Linked DNA regions of Mus musculus: region 2 is linked to region 1. The links are chromatin contacts, called in public promoter capture Hi-C maps. All regions are on one chromosome and are shown on one strand. The core of a region is the stretch at or near the end of the contact, and the rest is flanking DNA. Distances in the headings are between cores, read along the strand shown.

The links. Promoter capture Hi-C pulls out the DNA fragments that hold promoters and counts their contacts.
Region 2: a promoter capture Hi-C map of pre-B cells shows a contact between it and region 1, with 4 times the contacts expected there. The contact joins the promoter of 4930557J02Rik here to the promoter of Dok7 in region 1. A contact is called at or near these places in 12 of 39 promoter capture datasets (the 3T3-L1 cell line, 3T3-L1-derived adipocytes, the C10 cell line and 7 more) and 1 of 9 other capture datasets (liver).

What each region holds. Positions count from the first base shown.
Region 1 is chr5:35,052,207-35,059,414 of GRCm38.p6, reverse strand. Dok7 (docking protein 7) reads right to left here and starts at 2,649. Exons shown (of 10, transcript NM_001348478.1): 1 at 2,427-2,649; 2 at 2,278-2,323. The coding sequence starts at 2,480.
Region 2 is chr5:34,115,089-34,122,296 of GRCm38.p6, reverse strand. 4930557J02Rik (RIKEN cDNA 4930557J02 gene) reads right to left here and starts at 3,557. Exons shown (of 4, transcript NR_040703.1): 1 at 3,176-3,557; 2 at 2,662-3,090. Poln (DNA polymerase N) reads left to right here. Exons shown (of 25, transcript NM_181857.4): 6 at 3,299-3,411; 7 at 5,331-5,488; 8 at 6,869-6,937.

The DNA.
Region 1 (7,208 bases), core at 1,400-3,899:
TCCTCCTGCAGGTGGGGTCATGCACCTCTCTGGGACAGTCATACCATGGCTGCCTACAGATGGGGCTGAGCTAGGGATCCCAAGCTTTCAGGAATGAAGGGCAAAGCCCCAGAGAAAGACAGGGTATAAAATCTCCCTTACCCCTCTGTCTGGACCCTGGCTTCTCTGCCAGGTTCAGAATGTGGTTCCCTCCTAGTGGATTTCCCAAGCTAGATGAAGCCCCTGAAACAGCCCACATGGGAAGCAACAGATTAGCATTCTCTGAGAATACTGTCCGGCTGCTGGAACCACTGCTGAGGATGGTCCACGGGCTGTCTCCTGCTCTCCACCAAGAGACCACACCACAAAGAAGACAGGCTAAGAACCAAAGCTCTGATCTCAGTGAGCCACTGCCCAGGACCTCTCCTGAAGGTCTGCCCAGAGAGATGACCCAGACGTCCATCCCTCACCAGGCACACAGTCCCACTCTGAGATCCCACACTGAGACAAGCCTGGTAGGAAGAACTTCCCATCAGTGGGCCCTTTGGAGCACGATGGCCCAGCAGCTGTGTTGGAGGGAGGGAGAGAGAGAGAGAGAGAGAGAGAGAGAGAGAGAGAGAGAGAGAGAGAGCTGACAAAGAACTCTGTGTTCCTGGTCCCTCTCAACTACCTCCCATGAGCCTCCACAAAGGAAGTCACAATTTTAAAGCCAAGGACCCATTGGTTTCTCAGGACAAGAAAACAGAGCTGTTCTCTCCCTCCCATACCAGATCAACAGAGTCCAGACCTCAGGTCCTCAAGGACACAGGTGTCAGCCTCCGTCTAGAGGGAGGGAGAGGGTGGGGTAGGGAAGATCCAGTCTCCAGTGGGATAAGATGGGCAGGTGGGAGGAGAAAGCCACAGTGGGAGGTGGAGGCTATGGGCTGTGTAGCTCAGGAAGAGGTCTTGGGACAGCAAGTAGGCTCAGGAGGGACAGGCTAGAGAGACAGGCCACACCCTCCACTTTTGACTCAGTCACTTCCTACCTCTGACACATCCCAGCTCAACCTCAGAGTCCCATCTGGGGACAGCTTGTAATCCAGGTTCCTTTGCCAGTCCCACCCCTGGGGACCTCTGGCCTACTCACTGCCTAGAATACATGAGGCTCTTAGATTCCCACAGAGTCGGTGAGCATACTTCAGGATGCTCTCTGGGACAGACCTAACTCCATAGTCTTCCCCAGGATCCCTCACCAGCCAGACTGGTACACACGGACCACAGCTGATCAAAGCCACTTAAATTCTCTGTGGACTTTACTTCTCTACTGCTCCATCCAGCCCCCAAGCCTGGCAGTGTCCAGGGTCCCTTCCCCTCCCCAGTCTCCAATCACCCTCTCCCCGGATATCCTGGAATGCCAAAGACAAGAACCGTGCCCCCCCCCCCCCCCGAAGCCCTCCAGGCTTTGCCACAGAAGGTCTGGGCTTGAAGGACTGAGTGAAGACACCGTGGAACCAGGAGCCAGACAAAAGGAGACTGTTCACAAAAGCAGCTAGTGAATTGTGCCACCCCTCCAGGGAGCTGACAGGCACCAGCATCCTGGAAGTCACTCTGGCTGCCTGCACATGTGTGAGGCAGCCACACACGCGCCCCCACCCAACTTCCCCTACAGACCCCTGGATCCTGGGCCAACTCCAAGGCACCTGTCTCCCGAAACAGCTGCAGTCCCAGGCTGGAGCTGCAGAGCTGCCCTGGCTCCTTCCTGGCTCTCCTCATACTGAGGGGAGCAGACCCTGGTACCACTTTCTTTTCTCAGAAGTGTGTCTCCCCCAAACAAAGTAAAGGTCCTGGGACACAGAAACAGGACTCTTCCTACCTGGCAGACCATCTTTTCTCTACCTGAGGGTATGGGATTGGGAGGAGGTGGCACTGCTTGGGATGCGGCTTAGGAATTCCTGATACATTTTCACCAGGACACCTATATCACCGAGGCACATTCTGCCTGCTCCTCCATGGGTAGGCTGCAGCCCCTCTGGGCTTCTGCTGGTCCAGGAAAGGTGTTGGCCCACACAGGAACTGGGACCCCCACAACACCACACTCGGGGACCGGTTAGGTCTGTGTTGCGGGTGGCCAGGTCCCAGGGTCCGGGCGCCCGAGCGGCTTCGACTCTCCGGTTACCGCCGTGGGGCTGGGTTTCAGCGGCTCCCCCGCGGCTATTTCGGGAGAGCTGGCACCTCAGCCACCGGTTGTAGGGCCGGCAGGGTCCGGATGGCTCGCTGAGACCCGCCACCCGCCGTCCCGCCCGCGGCCCCGCCGCTCACCTGCCACCGGCGATGGCTTGCGCAGCACCAGCCACCTACTCTTCCACTGCGGAGACAGGACAGCGTGAGAAGCCGCCCGCGCGCGCCCGCTCCGCGCCCCCGCCCCCACCCAAGCGCGCCCCCGCCCCGCGCCCCCGCGGCGCCCCAACCTTCTTGCCGTCCCGCAGCTTGACCTGGCCCTCCACCAGCGCTGCCTCGGTCATCTTCTGTCATGGTTCCCGCCGCCCGCTGCGCCCTCTCCACGCGTCCTGGGCGCCTGAGCCCAGGGTCACTTTCAAAATAGCTCCGGGAGGGCCTTGGGCTGCGCCAGGAGGGCGGGCCCGGCGCGGCGGGCGGGGCGCAGCGACACGGGGACCTGGATGTGGGGGAGACTGGGCGGGGCACCCCGGGCCTCAGTCTTTAAGACCCTAGTAAAGTGCAAGCCAGTAGGTGGCAGTGGCCTTGGACAGCCTCTGCACTCTGCTGGCTGCCAGCCCACGCTGCTCCTGCCAGGTCTCAGGACCACTGCTTAAGACCATCTGAAGCAGCCTCTGGAGAACGAAACTCAGCCTGGGAGGAGAAACTGGGACAGGGGCAGTTTCCCAAAGGGAAGAAAACTGTCCCAAGACAACCCCACAGAAGGCTTTGTGGCCTTGTGCCTGCCCAGTCCCAGTTTTGGTTTGGCTTCAATGGCTTCATCCTTTGCACCTGCCCTTCCTCCATCTCATGGGGCCACGAGGCACCCCTGACAACAGACCAACAGCCCAGGTCCAATACATTATCCAGTCCCTAGGCCTTCCCCATCGCCAGAGGTGGCCGCCCTCCAGGCAGATGAGAAAGTGGGCATATGTACTCTTCAGGTCACTGTCCCTCCCATTCAACTTGAGTATCTGGCAGAGCAGACCTCAGTGGCTGCCAGGACCAGAGCCCACTATGTCACCTCATTGCCCCAGGTCTCCCTGGCTGGTCTCTCCTACTTCTGAAGGCCAGCTTGCACCAGCCTTACAGCATGAAGAGCCTAGGGATCCATGCTGCCTGGGAACAGCCTCACCTAGTATCCCCCTGTCCAGCCAAATGCCCTCAGAGCCTCTGAATTTCTCTACCCCAGCCTGTTGCCCAGGTTAAGGTTGCTTAAGGCCGGTGCTAAGTTTTATACCACCACCCCAGCTTACTGTGGAACTTAAGCATTTGTTAGACCTATGTCATAGACTCCCCAGATACATGACTTAGCACCCCAGGGAACAGAGAACACCCACAATTGCCAACTAACTGCATCTAGCAAAATAAACTCAGACACACAATGAAGCTTGATGAATTTGCCCATCCTGATCCCCGACCCCAAGGAGCTCTGACCCGGGTAGAAAAGGGCTACGTGTCAAACTGTTCGCGCAGTGCGTGCGTCTTCACTATATCCTGCCCAGACTCTTTAGACTGCTTCCTGTCTACCCCTTATAGAGAAACTGAGGGTCAGAGTGGTGTCAGGACTCATGGCCAGGATGGACCCACAAGTACTGACCCCAGAGCAGTACTCAACCCGAGAGTCCTTGCCACAGCCCCTCTAGAGAATCTGGAGGGCAAACCTTCAGTGGGTCACAGGGCTGCTTTTAATGTTTTCCTGGTTATCTTGATGGGGAGAGGGCACCAGGTCTAGGAAGGCACTCTATATGTTCCTCTATCCTGTATAACCTATGTGGCACACCAGTGCCTTCCACTAAACTGTTGCTGGCCACAGAGCCCCATTCATACTACCCACACACTGAAGGCCCCTGGGGAACCGACTCAGGACAGCCGGTGTGGAGTCATTTGGGGGTTGTGGCCATGAGCATATCCTCCAGCCCAGGCGGCTGGCACTTGCTCTTCCCTTCAGGGAGGGGCCACGTCCTGCTGCATTCCAAGCGCTGGCCTTGGCCCAAACTCTAGCCACGCCTGGCAGCTGCACCTGCTCCCGCACTGGCCCCGGAAATGCGGGCGCCATGGGGATAGACAGCTTTTATTCTCCCACTCCACATGACCTAGAGGACAGCCCTGTGGTCCAAGTCTGCCAAAAATCGGCCAATGGAGGACTCGGTCTGGCCTTGTAGAAAGAATTCTTATGACCTTGGCCCTCTTTGTGCCTCAGTTTCCCCAGATGTTACAACCAGAGTTGCTGGGGCTCTACATGATGAAACTCTCTCTGACCACCAAAGCAGCTGACCAGAAGGATGTTAAGCCTCTTGAAGAATCAAGGTGACAGCTGGAAGGAGTGAGATGGCAGGAAGGCCCAGTCACATGTGAGGCAGGATGACACTTAGCCCCAACACCCCTCTGCCTGGCACCACTGGACACTGGACACCACAGGGAGCTTCCAGTTGTGGTCACAGCTGTACCACTGTCTGAGCTCACCACCACAGTACTGTTGCTACACACTGTGGCCAGTCAGACCACCGCCACCGCACCCATGATCTCAGGATGTTGTCCCATCGGTGGCTCTGCAGTCACAGACCTCTGTGAGATGCTGTACTTGCCACCTACCAGACAAGAGCATGCACACCATCACGTGGCCTCCATTTCCTGCTGTTGCCTGGCTTTGTCACCTCTGTCAGGGATGATTGTATATGCAAGAGGCTCTCAAATGATCCCTTTACATACACAGGGGAGAGTGGAACTAGGGGGCCTGTCTGCCTGCCTTGGCATCTCTAGGTAACTGGGAATGCCGGACAGACACACTCCAGCGGGCTGTGGCAGGCACCAAGACTCACAACCCCATTATCCCTTCCACTGAGGGAAACTGTACAGAGGACTCCAGGAAGTGCCGAGTGGGTAGAGCTGACTACCACTTCTGAGTCCAGCCATTACACAAACTAAACTATCATGCAAACATTTGTCACTAGTCACATGATGAGAGGAAGGGTATTATGGACTAGATACCCCCACCCCCAGCTCCCCGGGCATTCGCTGATGTTCTCACCCCCATGTGACCATGAAGACGTGGAGCCTCTAAGAGAGTATTTACGGTAAATGAGGTCATACACAAGGGCCCTAATCTGTTAGGACAGGTGTCCTTATAAAATGACAAAGAGATCCCGAAGAGTGCTCTCTCTTCTGCACACAGAAAAAGGCATAGAAGGGTCCATCAAAAAGGCAGCTGTCTTCATACGGGGAGGACCTGGGGGCTGAATTTGACGGCCCCTTGAGGATGAACCTCCAGCCTCTTAAATTGCCAAATAATAATTTTTATTTTAAGGAAATAGGTTTATTTCGTGTGCTGCAAAGAAACCAAACATGGCAGTAACAGAAGGGCTGCCTGTTTCATTGCCTAGTCTTTTCTGGGCTGTTCTGTCCAGGCAACTGCTATCTTTTAGACCTGGAGTGGCTCCCAAACCCCACATGCCAAAGCTTGGTCCCAGCTCCTATTGCTATTGGAAATAGTGGGACCTTTAAGAGGGTGGGGCCTGAGAAGGGTCTTCAGGGTGTGACAGGGAAAACCGGGTTCTTCCTCTGTCTCTTTTGTGCCTTAGCCTTCAACTGAGAGCATTGCTTTGCTGCATAGGTCTGCTGCAAAGGTCTGCTGCATAGGTCTGCTGCAGGCTTGAGGCAAATGAGGACAATCACGGTTAAAAGCCCTGAAGCCATGAACCCGAGAACCTCTCTCTATAGGCTAATTAGTTCAGATGGCTAATGACTGCCCTGGAGTGACAAAAACAGCAACCAATGCCACAGGCAACAGAGGAAGAAAGTGGCTGTGCTGGGGTTTGAATGCGCCCCCTATGATCACCCTTTGGAGACGTAACATTCAAATTCCTAAGTTAATAGTATTTGGAGGTGAGGCTTGGGTGTAGGGGTTAGTGTCATCACAGGAGTGGGACCCCTTGATGGAATTAATGGCTTTGCAAGAAGGGGAAGAGCTCTATCTCAAGCTGTAACATCCTACACCACATTATACTACAGCACAAGGCCTCAGCAGACACCCAGCAGAAGCCAGAGCCACGCTCTTGAAACTCCAATCCCCAGGGCTACGAGCCAAATGAACTTCTTCATAAATTATCCAGTCTCAGGTGTTCAGTTATAGCAACACAAAATGACCTAAGATACCTGCAAAAAATTCCTTCCCTACACCTGCCCCCCTTAAAATGTGGTCATGCATACCCTCACACCAAGAGATGAACGTCTTCACCTTCTAAACCTGGCTTACTTTGATTAAAGAAAAAGGCCAAGGAAAGCTCACCCCCACTTTTCTTTTTGTAGCATTGCCTCTGTCATGGGAACACGCCCAGGTGAGTTTGCTAGGTGATGAGATTCATATGGTCCTTCCTCCCCGAGCTCCAGTCAAGAGCCACCCATTCCTGAGGTATAAAAGCCTACAACCCACTGATAACCCCAAAGCCTACACTATGGAGAGTCCAGTTCAACACAGAAAAACCACCCTGCAGAGTCTAGCCCATCCCTAAAAAGCATGAACTAGATAAACGGCGTTGTTTCATGTCTCTGAGCTCTAAGTGCACTTGTGTTCCAGAAAAGACTTTCTGAAATAACCAGCATGGGAGTGGGTGAGCATCAAGACCTATGAATCTCTGGGATTCCTGGAGAGATGAAACCTGAATCCCTGAATCACCATGGGAACCCTAGGGGAACATGAACCTAGCACACAGAAACAGGATGGAATGACCTCACCTGCATACCATGCCTTCAGCTTCGTACCAAGATCAGGCAGCACAGAAACTATTAGGTTAGCTGATATTCTACAAAATAATAACGGTTATAGCAGATTTCTCAATGGTAGAAATGGAAAGCAGGAGCCAGTGGTATAGATTCCAAATGATGACAGAGAATAACTTCAGATTCAGTGTAACAGCTGAAATTCAGCAGTAAAAGAATCCCATTGCCATAGCCAAATGGATCCCTCAAAGCCCATGCATTAGAACCTAATCCTCAAATTCTCATGTTTCTGGTATCTAGAGGTAGAAGGTAATTGG
Region 2 (7,208 bases), core at 2,308-4,807, 940 kb after region 1:
GCAAAGGATAAGTCATCATTGCCTGGAAACACGAAGTTGTCTTTAGTATTACTAAGGATAGTGCCTGTCTGAAAATGTGGCTTGGGTGATTTGTGCAACAAAAAGTTTTGCTTATATATGGACTTTTGGGCCTGCCAGCAGTATAAATAATGACACAGAAGCCTTTTAATATTTTAAAGCTTAGGCGTTTTAGCTAGGGCAGTCTCTCAGCCCTAGCTGTCAAGCTTAACCCTGGCACTACATTCTGCCACACGCGCTACCTCTCTACTCTGCTCTGGTCCATCTGCTGGTGAATCCCCACATCTTTATTCTCCTAGTCAGTCTAGGTCTCTCCCTGTCTCTCTGTCTTTCTGTCTTTCTGTCCCTCTGTCCCTCCTCCCTCCCCCTCTCCCTCTTCCCCTCCCCTCCCCTCCACTTCTTGGCCAGTTTTTGGTCATCAGCTCTTTATTACAGCCAATCATATACAATTCTAGATTGCCTCTAGGCTAGTGAGAAAGGACAAATATTTACAAAATATGAGAGCAGTGATGGGCCATAGAAATAACCATACCAAGATCCTGCCAACATTTAGCACTCTGCCAGTACAGAATTAACAATTGAAAACACAGAGATGTCTTAACACAGTGTAAAAAAAGGTTACCCAAACAGATATAGGCTCAGTCCCCAGGTTTTCTGTTTTGAGGTAATAGACCTATAAGAGAAGAGACTCAGCAGATAGTGTGTAGGTCATAGAGGCTCCTCCTTCCTGAATGAATTAGTGTGGTCTGCAAGAGTTACCTCTGGTGGGCTGTTATGAGATGAGGCCATGTGCTTGGCCTCTTCTATCCTTAACTGGCTCCCTTTCTGTCTCTTCATCTGCTGTGATGCTGGCAGGGGCCCCTGACCGAGTCAGTGCCATGCTCTGTGGACTTTGCTGCTGCAATTGTGAATCAAATGAACTTTATTTAATTGTGCCTAAATATGGTAGAGGCTTTCTAACTCTTTAGGTTTTTTTTTTTTTTACATTTATTAAAGCTTTCTGTGAAAAGCTTTTCTTTATCATCTACACTTTATTCACCTTATCACATCTTCATTCATGTGTTATTTTTATCATTTAGGTCTTTTCTAAACATCTGGATAAAACAATTCCCTAGCCCAGCACCATATATAATCACTATCTTCACATTTATCTTGTATTCTTTGTTTGAGAGCCTCACCTTTAACAGCCAGGCTACCTCTCTAGCCCACATTTCTCTATAATGTCTATCACCCCACCATTCATACATCTTATTTTATTTATTGTATGTCCACTACTAAGCTCTATGAGGGTTAGGGCAGGATTTTGTTTTTTCAATTTCATGACCCCCACACCCACAATTGATACTGCCACAATATCATTTTGAAGCTTATTAAGTTCTAGGAAAGATAGTCCCTCATATACTATAAAACATGGAAAATAGTCCCAATTCTACAGTAGTGTATTTAGGATTCAAATCGATTTAAATCATACCTTATAAATATATGCTAAATATATACTAGGAAATTTTGCATGTGTATGAGTTGTGTGTGTTTGCACGTGTGTGTATATACATGCACATTTATGTATGCATTTTATTTTATTGAGGCAGAGTCTCTTGTTAAATGTAGAGCTCATCTATTTAACTAGTCTAGCTAGCCAGCTTGCTGTAGGGATCCCTGTCTCCCCAGTGATGGGATTTCAGGCAGGACACAACGAATTTACATAGGTTCTGGGAATCTGTCATAGGTGGCTTCAGCTGTCAACTTGACACAAACCTAGAGTTATCTGGGAAGAGGGAACCTTAACTATAGATTTGCCTTGATCAGACTTTGCTAATTGATATAGGAGAGGCCAGCCCACTATCTCTGGCACACAGGTGGGTCTGGGCTGTATAGCAAAGGTATCTGAACTTGAATCTTGGTGCACGTGAACCAGCAGTCATTCTTTTATGGTCTCTGCTTCAGTTTCTCCCTCCAGGTTCCTGCCCTGACTTTCCTTGATGATGGAATATAACCTATAAGAGTAAATAAACCCTATTCTTCCAAAGTTGCTTCTGGTGTTTTATCTCAGCAACAGGAAGCAAACTAGAACAGAACCTGAATTCCAGTCTTGGTGTTGGTGTGGGAAGTGCTTTTTTCCACTGAGCCACCTTCCATAAGAAACTCTTCTGATGTTTGTCTTACCAAGATAGACTTTAGCCAGCCTGTATTTCTCCCCATGAGAAGGCAGGGTAGCCATTAGATCACTTCATCCTAGATGTATCCTTCAGCATGTGCCAGGGAGGTCCCCATATTCCATTTTCTACCATTCTTAACTTCTTCATTCTCATTCTTGTGTCCCTTATCAGTTTTACCTAAGCCAAGACCCAGTGCTGTTGGCACTTTGACCTCCCTACCATTTTGGTCTCCTGTTCTAACAAATCAAGGCCAAGCCACATAACTTTCAAAGCACTATACAGTGTCTATCAATGGAGCCAGGCAAGCAAAATCCACCTATACACCATCACTCAGTGTGCATGTCTACTGGACTCCTGGTTTCTTCCTTTCTTACCCCATCAAAGAGCTCTTTTTAATGTATTGTACTTTTTCCATAAAGAGGAACTTGGGCTTAGTGGTTTAGGGCTTCTGGCAGTAGCAAGATACAGTATCAGAACCCAACCTTACCATCTATTTGGTGTGACATATCTGAATCCAAGTCTCTTCATCTTCATACTGGATGGAGTGCCTGCCTTGTAGTAGTGTGACTAAGTTTCAGTGTGGCAACCTTGTGAAATGGTAGCCTGGTATCTGCTATGATAAATGTTAACTGTTATCCCAGATTCAGAAGTTCATAAGGTGATGGAAGAAGCTGCAGTTTAGCACGTGTGGGTCCTTCTGTGAAAGGTGTGTGGGTAGGCTGCTTGCCCAGAACATCTCTTGAGCAGGTTGCACAAGTTGTGGGTGGAGAAGAGTAGACATGCAAGAGCATATGCCATCCTCAGCAGTGTGGGTAGGAGTGGCACCGTGCAATGGCAGAAGGAAAGACCTGGCATGCCGAGAGGTGGAACACTTGGAGGCTTGGACCAGGTCCAGTGTGTGTATTCTGCACAGGAGCTTCAGGAGTAGAAGCTTTTCTCAGAGATGAGCCCTGAGTCAAAGCTTCACAGTGTATGAAATACACATAAGAAGTAATGCCCACCTCATAGGATTCACTAGTTAATCGAGGTGTGTATATACTACATAAGGATAGATAGAATTTGATATTACAATATTTTTCCAAGACCCAAATTACTATCTAAATGGTGAATTTTCTTTTGTTTAGGAACATACTGTTTTGGACACTGAGGTGTAAATGTCCCGTTGTTTGTTTTAATGCCAAGGACTTTGTGAGAACAGTGCTGCAGCTCTATGGTGAAGATGGCAGTTGGAAGCATGGTAAGTCACCATTCTCATTGTCTCTAAGACTTAGAAAAGTGGTCAGGCCACCATGTCACCTGCTCCAAGGGCTCTTGGCCACACAGACACTGCTTCTTCACCTGCCATGGACACTTCCCCTCCTATGTCTGGACTCTTCTTATATTTGTACCAGTTTATACTCCTTTAGTGTAAAGAATGACCGCTGAAACACAGTCACAATGGGCTTTGTTGTTATCATCAATGGATACAGATACTAAGATCTACAACCCAGAGAGTACCAAACAAGACAGTATAAAGGGTAGGGAATAGCTGCTATATGCCTTTAATCTCAGTACTCAGAAAGCAGAGGCTAGAGGGTCTCTAAGTTTGAGGCCAGCTTGGTCTACAGAGAGAGTTCTAAAATAGCCAGGACTTCACCAAGAAACCCCATCTTGAAAAATGAGAGAGAGAGAGAGGTAGAGAGAGAGAGAGAGATAGAGAGAGAGAGAAAGACAGAGAGACAGAGACAGAGAGAGACAGAGAGACAGAGACAGAGAGACAAAGACAGAGCGACAGAGAGAGCGAGCGAGCATTGTCAGGTATGGGTTCCATTTCATGGAATGGGACTTAAATCCAATATAAAAGTACTTTCAGAACCTTTTTGCCACTATTGTATCAGAATATCTTGTAGTCATGCCGCTATTGTAGGTAACAGGGTTTATAGCTGGGTGATATTAGCAATTGTCTTTAACCCTTGTCAGGGGGCAGAGTAATTATGAACACGTAGGGGTTAAGCTTCTGGTTTGGCACCAGCTGGACTTCTTCACATTCAGTAACATAAATATATGTTGTTTGCAACAGTAGGGCTTTACCACCTTACGGTGGAAAACAGTCATGGCCTTGGTAATAGTCTCTGATGTTTGGAGGGATTCCATGGGACCCCTTTGGCCAACAACTCAAAAATATATAGCTTTTTCCTGGCACTGGAAATTTTACTTGGTGGCATTATATGGTGATTCCATTTAGATTCATTCCATATATGCCTATATTAGGAAGCTTCTACAATAGTGGGTTTCCATATGACTTTTCAAATGCCTTTAGTGTTAGGTGTACCTCTCATAGTCCCTACTTAACTTGGATCTTCCATCCTCTGTCCCATCGAATCCTTCTGGTTTAGTTCCCCTTCTCCCCACAGCACTATATTGTATTTCCCCTTTCTTGGAAGATCCTCTCTATCCCACTGACCTTACCTAATGTCTGTAGTTATTTGAATTTTAGTACACATATCAAAAGCTTAAAAACTTAACATCCACATATAAGAGGAAACATGTAGTATTTGTCTATTTTGGGTCTGGCTTATTCACTTGGGAATTTTTTTCTCTATCTCTATCCTTTTAACCTTCAGATTTCAAATTTTCACTGGTTTTTAAACAACTGAATGATATTCCATTGTGTAAATGTGCCATAGTTTCATTTTCCATTTATCAGTAGATGGACATCTTGGCTGTTTCCAATTTCTGGCAATTATGAATAGTACAGCAGTGAACGTAATTAAGCTAGTGTCTCTATAGTAAGATGTAGAGTCCTTTGGATATATGCCCAAGAGTGGCATAGCTGGATCTTGAGGTAGATCTATTCCCAGCTTCCGGAGGAACCTCCACACTTATTTCCACACTGGCTGAATTTACTCCCACAGCAATGAATAAATGTTCTCATTTGCCAGAATTCTTGTCAGCATTGTCAATTGTTTTATTGATGTTGGACATGCTGACTGGGGTAAGATGGAATCTCAGAGTAGTTTTAATTTACATTTCCCTAATGGCTAAGGATGTTGCACATTTCTTTAAATGTTTCTCAGTCATTTGTGTTTCATATTTGGAAAACTCTCTGCTTAGTGTAAAGATGGGAAACAATTGCCTGTAACTTGAATGAATGCTAAGTGACCTTTTCCTTTGCAGTTGCTGATTTTGTAGGACTAGATCCCAGAGTTGCTGCATGGCTCATAGACCCCAGTGACACTGCACCTTCATTTGAAGATTTAGTAGCAAAACACCTAGAAAAGTCCATCACAGTCAAACCAAGCAGCACATTCAGAGAAGCCTCAAGAAATACTTTGGTAAGATGTTTAAGATAAGGTTCTGTCTACCTTAATATAGCCCTAACTTTTCCCACTTCATAAACAATCTAATAGTAACCAGAATATAGCCAGCACCCATTTTCATGTCATTGTCCTATCCAAATCCTTTATTGCTGAGGTGTTTCTGGTAGAGGTCAATGAATAAAGATGAGAGATTTCCAGGCATGTCTCATTATAGTATACTTTTATGGATTCTCTAGTGTCAGTAGCACCTCCTCTGTGAGCAGAGGACTGTCCTTTTGTAAATCTTTAGCACTAGTGACATGTTCTTGTTGACTGACTTTTGGGGACAGCCACCTCAGTCTAGGTAGAGAAGACAAGGTGAGTTTCTTCAAGCCCTCTTGTGCTGTGGATACCCCTGGTCTTCAAAAGCTACCTCTCCTGAAGGAGATATGTTAGCGAGCAGTGCAGTCACAACCATGATCCCCCTTCTCAGCCACATGGTGGAACACTACAGATGAACATTCAGTTGTGAGAACCTGCACATCCTGCCCTTCATCCTCATAACTACCATGTGTAGAGTAAGGGTCTGTGTCCCATAGATAGATAGATAGATAGATAGATAGATAGATAGATAGATAGATAGATATATAGATAGATATATAGATAGATAGATAGACTGTAAATACCAGAAACACTGAAAGGTATACCAGAAGGTCATGAAATATATTTCAGAATCAGAGAAGAACTTCTTACAGGAATGGAGATCTGGTCCTGACAGCCTGGGGAGTGGTTATGTAGGAGCCAAGATTCCATTTTAGCACTTGGAAAGTATCCCTCTGCCCTCACAGGTCATTATAATCCTACTCAATATGGCAAAGAGTCCCCAAACAAGCTGAAACATGACTGCAAGAAATTGTCCCCTCAGTATAATCAGTCCCAGTTTACATAGGGGGTACTAGATGTGCGCATGCTACTGCTCCTCATCTTAGCCAAGGTATATTTGATGGTTCAGTTTGGATTTATGACTTTAAGCCTAGTTGTTTTTTACTATTATCATTATTATTATTCCCACATATTATTGAGGAATAAGATGGCCTGCATGGAATGAAAATCAGCACTAGGGAGTATGTTCTTTTAATGCAAGTTGGCATAGATGCTTAGTGATGCTGGTAAGTCCGATCTAGAGCTTCCACTCTTTATTTCTGAGCCCCCATGTCTTTGCATCATGAGAATATGAGAGTTTTAAATGCAGTTCCAATCATGGTTGTTGGCCAGATGAGGCCATGGGACAACTTTGCAGTACATGAGGAGCATCTTCCCATGTCACTAGAAACATTTTTGTAAGTGATATCAGTTCCCAGACTGTGATGAGAATTTTTCTAAGTTCATCTAATTTTAATGTATTCATTTTTAAAGAGTCAGAATGTATTTATGAATCTGAAGATACTCTACGACCTTACAATGGATCTTTGTTCTAAGTTGAAGGCAAGTCATTTTTTAATACTGTACTTTCTAGCTGTGTAAGACCTGTGTTTTTGTTTGTTACCCACACTCACATGAAGTGAATGCTTGACCTAAGGCCAAGTTAACCTGTGCCTCATTTAGAAAAGGAAAGACTAAAATGATAATTCCTGCAGTTTTAAAATATGTTCTGTGTATTGAAAGCAATTGTTTCAAAACGTCACATTTAAATAGAGTGTTTCTGATGCTAAGAGTTATTTTAGTTAGTAGTAGAATGGACCCAACTTGTTTCAGT